Regions from separate parts of the Drosophila melanogaster genome. Here region 2 is linked to region 1. The links are chromatin contacts, called in public Hi-C maps. All regions are on one chromosome and are shown on one strand. The core of a region is the stretch at or near the end of the contact, and the rest is flanking DNA. Distances in the headings are between cores, read along the strand shown. Region 1 holds the start of CG42353. Region 2 holds the start of Arp2 (Actin-related protein 2).

What was found. A called contact is a pair of places that touch in the nucleus more often than the background predicts.
Region 2: a contact with region 1 is called in a Hi-C map of the Kc167 cell line, with 1.8 times the contacts expected there. The contact joins the promoter of Arp2 here to the promoter of CG42353 in region 1. A contact is called at or near these places in 3 of 107 Hi-C or Micro-C datasets (the Kc167 cell line, embryo and wing imaginal disc).

Annotation. Positions count from the first base shown.
Region 1 is chrX:16,102,931-16,106,401 of dm6, reverse strand. CG42353 reads left to right here and starts at 1,456. Exons shown (of 5, transcript NM_167485.4): 1 at 1,456-1,598. It overlaps CG42354, which reads left to right and starts at 1,456. Exons shown (of 6, transcript NM_001144730.3): 1 at 1,456-1,598; 2 at 3,349-3,471.
Region 2 is chrX:16,552,308-16,556,250 of dm6, reverse strand. Arp2 (Actin-related protein 2) reads left to right here and starts at 2,300. Exons shown (of 7, transcript NM_001103531.2): 1 at 2,300-2,470; 2 at 2,693-2,907; 3 at 3,801-3,911. The coding sequence starts at 2,860. It overlaps Pp2B-14D (Protein phosphatase 2B at 14D), which reads left to right. Exons shown (of 1, transcript NM_001258786.3): 1 at 1-1,624.

The DNA.
Region 1 (3,471 bases), core at 207-2,706:
GCATATTAAGTATAAAGTACAAAAACAACCAAAGTATAGTTGAAAGTTAGTGAATTGGAATTGTAATGGAATTGATACATAGTGATTTAAGATTAAAATTAAATGATTTTTTAAGAACTCAAAACTTAATTCATAAGCCAACTAACAACTAACCAAACAATTGCGATTAGTTATGCCGATTTCAAGTAAATTTTGCTGGTTTCATTTTTTACTTGTAAGGCAAATTGTGAAATAGTGTAGTTAGTTTACTTATTTGTCTGCATAAACTACAGATAAACATAATCAATTTTATTTCGTTTTTCAGTTTGATTAGCCCTAGCTTTATCTAGCGATCACTATTTATTTTATTGTTATTACTGAAAAATAGCACAACGCTAGTCAACCCTAAAAATATAGTAACTACACAAAAAATTTATTTTGTGTAACATACTTTTTTACGTCTGTTTTGAATAAACACCAACAGATGGCGGTAGTTTAGTCTCCAAAAATAGCTACTACGCGCGCTTTTGCAGAACTTGCACTATCCGCTGGATGGCGCTTCACATATTTCTATAATTTCTTACGAGCGTTGCCATATCCACTGATTTTGCTTAAACAATAAGTTTTAGCCGTAACAAACCTACATTGCGGAAATACAATATTTGTAGAAAGTCTCATGTAGCCTTAAAAGAAGTGGTTCCAAATGGGTTCGAAACGCTTAATTGAATATGTAACATTTTACAAAAAAATGTTATCTAAATTTATTTTAAGGCACATGGCAAAAAAAACCGATATTAAGGCTAACGATTTTAAGGTGTGATATTTTTTAAATTGACGTGTTTTCAGTATATTTTGTTAAATTACCATTATTTCCATTCAGCACATACTAAACATTCTTTTAAATTTATTTTTTTAAGAGCCAAATAATTTCATTTCTTACTTTTAATAAATTTCATAATTTGAATTCTCAGCATTCTTATTCCATGCTGCTGGCAACATCATAGGTCGAACTTGTGGCAACGCCTTAAAATATCCTTACTTGAAAAAATAGAACCAAAATAAGCAACACGTTAAGAAATCTCCTGTATAATTTTGTATACCCATTATTTGAAAGTTGGCAAGTATATTTTTGGTTCGTCGACAAGGACCATTGCAGTGGCTTGTTAAGAACAAATTGTTATTTATACATCCTACGTTATAAACATTTAATTTAAAAACATTTCTTTAGCCATAAGAATATACGAAATTAAAACAATCTTCTGATTCAATTAATATGATAAGATATATGCCAATTTCACCCGTTTCTTTCGGTGTAGGCCAGGTCAGCCGGAAATCTTAACTTAAGCCAGAACGAAATCTCGCCAGTCCGGTAGCGCTGCAGATACAATGAATACAAATACAACGCTTTAAGAGAAGCCTATGTTATTAAAAGTGGATCGTATTGTGGATTCCATTTGCCGCAAAAAAAATCGTTGCTGTCGCAGTCAACTTTGAAATCTTGTGGTGAGCGGACGTGTTATTTTTTTGTTTGGTTTTCCCGTTCCCGAACGCCGGAGTACTTTTTGTTGTTAAGTGCGCGTCGTCGTACCGCCGCTATTCTATTGTTCACGTTTGTTTAGGTAATTGTCGTTAAATAAAGTCAAATACAATCACACCGTATATACGGATAGTATCTGTATATTGGCCCTGTATGTCTAACCGCCTTTGCATCTGTGTGTTATATTTACTTTACCATCAAGTACGACAAAATATTCGACTGTTTTTCATTTATTTTTTTTTCGGGCTTTTTGGCTTTGTAACACACATTGTACCACCGATGTACGGCGAAATTAATAATACTCAAAACAGAGAAACATAAAAACAGTGGTGGTTCGTTGGTTCGGTGGGGGAGGGGTTTTTGGGGATCTCAACCACCGCCGATTGTTTATAGTGGTTGTGTGTGTGAACGAACGTTAGTGCGAGTGTGTGTATCTGTATGATTTTGTATCTTTTTGTTGTTGTTGTTGTTGTTGTTTTTGTTTTTGTTGTATTCGTGAGTGAGTGCGGGTTAAAGCAAGAGTTTGTGAAAAAAAAAAAACGAAATAACGTTGGGGGTTTTCTTCAAGACCAACTGGGATCTGGGATATTCTTATTGGCATCCGTCAGTTACTGCGCGGTGAATGAACTCCAATCCGAACTCACACTTTGGCCGTCTAGCTGCCAAACCAACGGAAAAAACGAGGCGCACTAAGCATTAAACGTAAAAAAGAAATATATGTAAAAAATAACAAAAAAAAATGAAGGAAATAACCAAAGCAAGCACAAACTCAAACTCAACTAAAACCACAAAATGGTGGCTGAGACACACAATTATGGCTTATTTTCGAAATATTAACCCAACTGTGCGCAACGGCAATAGCAACAGCAAATAACCATAACAATGACGAAAGCAAAAAGGCAGAAAAAGCAAGAAAACCTAGGTCCAATCAGAAAAAAAAAAGCAAAAGCAAATGAGAGCAGCGGCTGCAGTTTAATGTCTTTCACAGTTGCCTTCAATACGGGCTCTTCCCAAATCGGAACGGACACTGATTCATTTTGGGAACACAAAATCCAAAATCTATTTGGAACGAGACTCCATGCGGAATTAGGGATGCAATTCCCAATTCCGTGGTGGTAAGGGTAAATTTATGCCATAAATCGATCCATGCTATGGACCGTAAAGGTACACTAAAAAAACACACAACAGCACACACACACACACACATTCGAATTTATAAGATTTGAGGAGGGTTGGGCTCTTTGGGATACAATATTTCAAAATAGTCATATTTTTCAGTAAAATGTTTGCTTGTTTTCACATGTTTTTTTTTTATTAAATACAACCATTTATTAACATTTTTCATAACCTACGCAGTGTACGATTTCGTTAACTTTTCGTGTGATTTGTTCAAGGGGTTATTTCGCTCTCAAGACATATGTACATACATACATTCATACATATCTACATATGTATTAAGTGGGTGCAGTTTTTCATACAAAATAATCTTGTTAGCGCCAGCGCATCCAAATTTCGCAAGTTCGAAACCCAATGCAGATGTGTTAAATATTTTGGCTTTGACGTGGTTTCTTTAAATGGCTTCTTGACTCTAGATACTGAATAGTCCTGCTTTCGGGGGGGAAAAAAAAGCCAACTGAATAAAATAATTATGAAGCACCATTTATGGTAAACCTAGAAACTTATACAACAATTTAAACACAATAATAACATATCAATTTCGCGGTCATTCCATTGCTAAATTCTATGCAAAAACTTACACTAACGTTTGTATGTACGTGTGTATTTGGCATAAATTAACAACGTGGAAAATTGTAATTTTTTTTTTCGAACAGTCTGACTGGGAAGGTCTCTGATTGGAGTCTCTCCATCCCCCTCTACCGTTCTGATTAGAATTCAAATTATTATAAGCGAGTACTGTGGCGAGTACACTTGCGCGTGTATTGGTGTGTTTGCTT
Region 2 (3,943 bases), core at 1,051-3,550, 450 kb before region 1:
CACACACACACAAACACAAAACTTATTTTCCTTGACTTAGTATGAGCTAATTGCAATGAGATTAAGCGAATGAGATGTATTTAAGTAAGTATAAGGCATGGCACACACATGAGAAACGGATGAGTTTCGGCGTTTCAGATCAATTCAATGATAATGATGGCAATCAAGTTCTCAATTTGCGCCTACACCTCTTCCCAAAAACCGATGATATCAGCTTCTCCTTTATCACTAATCACAACCACTATCAATGCGAAATCAAAAGCTATAAGATATACCACATACATACTCACGCAAGAAATGCCTTCATCGAGATCATATTATCCACGAACCAAGAATATTAACGCTGTACTTTTGCTTCGACTCTTCAACCACCAATAATTGCATTGAACTCTAATCTAAATATTTATACAGATATATATATATATTATATACCGAGTTGGCATTGGAAAACAGTTAGTTTTAGTGATCTATGCACGTATCGTAACAATACCAAGATTAATTAAATCGTAGCTAAAAGAAACAAATCAAGGATGAGGCGGCAGTCGCAGAGTTTCCCTCTTAGCTTTTATAAAAAAAAAAAAGATGGAGAAATGGAAACAACTTACTCAACTAATTGAGAGATACACCATATTTATATAGATATATATATAGCGTTTTTTTTTTTTGTTAATCCTCCACCACAACTATATAATTATTGAAAGTTGATGAAAGCTGTTGGGCCGTTTAAGTTTCAGAGTTTCTGTTCTATATGTGGTTAAAATTGTTAATGTTGTTACACCGCAAATGCATACTTAGTTAGTTAGTCGAGTGAAATGGGAGTTCCCCCAAATCACATTTAATTGCAATAGTCTCGAGTATTGAACGCCAAGAACACCAATTCCATAGAATGATTGTATACACTCAGAAAATCAATCGGCATTTATGTTCGAAAATCGCCGCAAATATTTTCAACAAGTATGGGTTTTTACGGATTTAAAATAATGAAATTGAAAACTAAATTCCATATTGTTAGGCTATAAACAAATGTTTCTATTGATGGACAACATTTCAGGTATAATTTTTGAAAAACAACAAATATTTATTTCAATTGTTAATACCAAAATACGCATAGGTCAACAATTAAGTTTTAATTTTTTTTTTTTAATATAGTTTAATTATCAAAGAACTATACATTTTAAGCCATTAAACGTAGGCAATATTCAGATAATTTTCTGAAATAAATTAATTGTAAATTTTGGATTCTCTTAGGGCGATTTGCATTCCGAGTGTATCAAGAGCCATGGTAAATAATAAAGCTAAGAAGTATTAATAATTCTACACTATGTATGACTAACAATACATTTGCTTAGTTCCCTCGATAAAGAAAGTACATAACTATTGCATGAGGCATAGGCAAAACTTCCTGGCACATAGTAAAAGTAAATAATTGAATAGAACGGCTGAGGAGGAGATGAGTAGATTTTGATAATATGTACGTCAAGACCATGCCAACATACTTATGGGAACTATTTAAAAAGCATTAAAACGTTCAATATAACACATAATACCCAGACAAAAGCAGAATCAAAAAATGCGGGAACGAGACGGCTGCATGGTATATACATACATATATAAGACATTTCGCCTCTTAAAGCAATTATAAAGATAACAAATGAGTAACGTTTATTATATTATTAAATTATACATACATATACATACTATATAAACGGAATAAAATAAATCAGCAACAAACTTTCCATTTTATGGCGTTCGATCACTTAACTTTTTATCCTTGGGAGCAGTATTGTCAAGTTATCATTTTTCTTCTTAATTGCTTAAATTACAATTCTTTAAATACATGCATGTATTCAATGATGGCGCCAAATTTTGAACCTGTTTTAAGTCTTAATTCAAGAATATTTTTCCAAGTATGAGAGTGAACGAGAGGCAAGAGCGCAAACGAAAAATACCAGAAATCAATGTGAGTATTTTGAAATTTCAGCAATTGCCGAATTGGTTTTTCAAATAGATGTGATTAGTTGTTAAATTGCCAAATCTTTAATCCAATAATTTAATTAATAAAGTCTTAATTGAATTGAAATTGTTTTGTGTAAATCCTGTGCAAGTAACATATATTACTAATAAACTTGTATTTTTTAATCTTTTTTAAATTGTTAAAAGTGGCACACAGACTAGTAAACTTAATTAACAAATTTGTAAAATAATAAAAAAATATAATTGGATCTAGTATCTAAACGGTTCTGGTATTTATTTTCGGTGTTTTGTACGCTTCAGTCCAACGCCGATAGTATCGAATATGCATCTATTTTTATTCAACTCTGGGGAGTAACGAGGGAGTTTTTGTACAGCAGTATAACTAAATTATAAGTATAAATAGTCGATAGCGGCAAACTGTTTCGGCCTAAATTTAATTGCGAGTCTAAATTAAGAGTTCAATTCCCAATAACCGCCAAACGAAGCGGCGATAAACGTAAGCGATAGAGTGGCGAAGAGAGCAAGGTTCCCGCCCGCGTGTTGTGAGAGTGTGCGAGTGGAAGAGGAAAGTGTATGATTAAGTACAATCGCTCTCCGGCGGTCCAAATACAAAAAAAGCCGAAAAGGAATCAATTAACAGTAGTGCTCAACAAACGGCCCAGGAAGTCAACAGGAAAGGCGATTGATGTGCAATATTTTGTTTGGTTTTATCGAGCAGAGGCGCTGCGAGCTGTGATTTCAAACCGAATCACAACCAACACCCAAAAAGGCAACCTGGTCGCGTCATCAGTGGAAGTGGAAAGGCAGTTGCCACAGCAGAGGCAGAAGCAACGGGAGTAGCAGAAGCAGTGGTTTTCCAGAGATCCGGTTTTGAGTCCTTCAAGCATGGACAGCAAGGGTCGAAATGTTATCGTCTGTGATAACGGCACTGGGGTAAGATAACGGGAAAGTCACCACCCGCACCGCCCACATCACCCACAAGCGGTGAAAACAGAGCGCACACACCCACACCATCACCAACGACTGGTGTGTGACACACATTTCGAGTGTTGTTGGCTGCGCTTCTTTCGTTTTCTTCTTCTTGTGGACTAAGCAGCGCTTCTGCTGCTGCTGCTTATTTCACTGCTTGCTGGCCAGCGGGCGTTGACGTCGCGGTTAGTCAAGCAGTTGCAGCAGTTGCAATTACGCGATTGCCTCTTCCTCTCCTTTATATTCCGCTTCCCCACTCTTCTTCTTGCTCTCCGCTTGACTAATCAGTGGATTACTCACGATTCCAGCGTTACTCAGTATCTCCCACACCTACATATTTGTCGAAAGAGCGACACTGGCACACACCAACACTTCCATAAAATTTCCGACAATCAGTTCTTATCGCAGGCCCAGAATTTTTGTATTGTGATAACGGTCCGATTTCGATAAGCGTCCGATAAACCACAACAGTAAAAGCGCAAGCAAATGCTGCACCGAGAAAAATGATTTAGCTGGTCCTAAACCAAATAATCAAAACTAATTCAAAAATTTTTGTTTTGTGATAACGGTCCGAATTCGATAAGTCACAGCAGTAAAAACGCAAGGAAATGCTGCACCGGGAAAAATGATATAGCTGGTCTTAAACAAAATGATTAAAAATAATTATTTATTATTATTATGTGCAATTTTTAAGTACCTGTTGATACAAAAGCATTTTAAATTATCATATTACGTGTTAGGGCTTAACTCAAATAATAATATATGTACATATGTCGGCTGTCATATTATTTTAATGTGTTTCCACATACACCATAATATAAATATATGTATTTATGACATCTCCATTTATTTTTCAGTTCGTTAAGTGCGGATATGCCGGCAGCAATTTCCCCACCCACATTTTTCCCTCGATGGTGGGACGACCCATGATTCGGGCGGTCAACAAAATCGGCGATATCGAAGTCAAGGTATGATCCATCGTACTTACCAATTAAAGTAT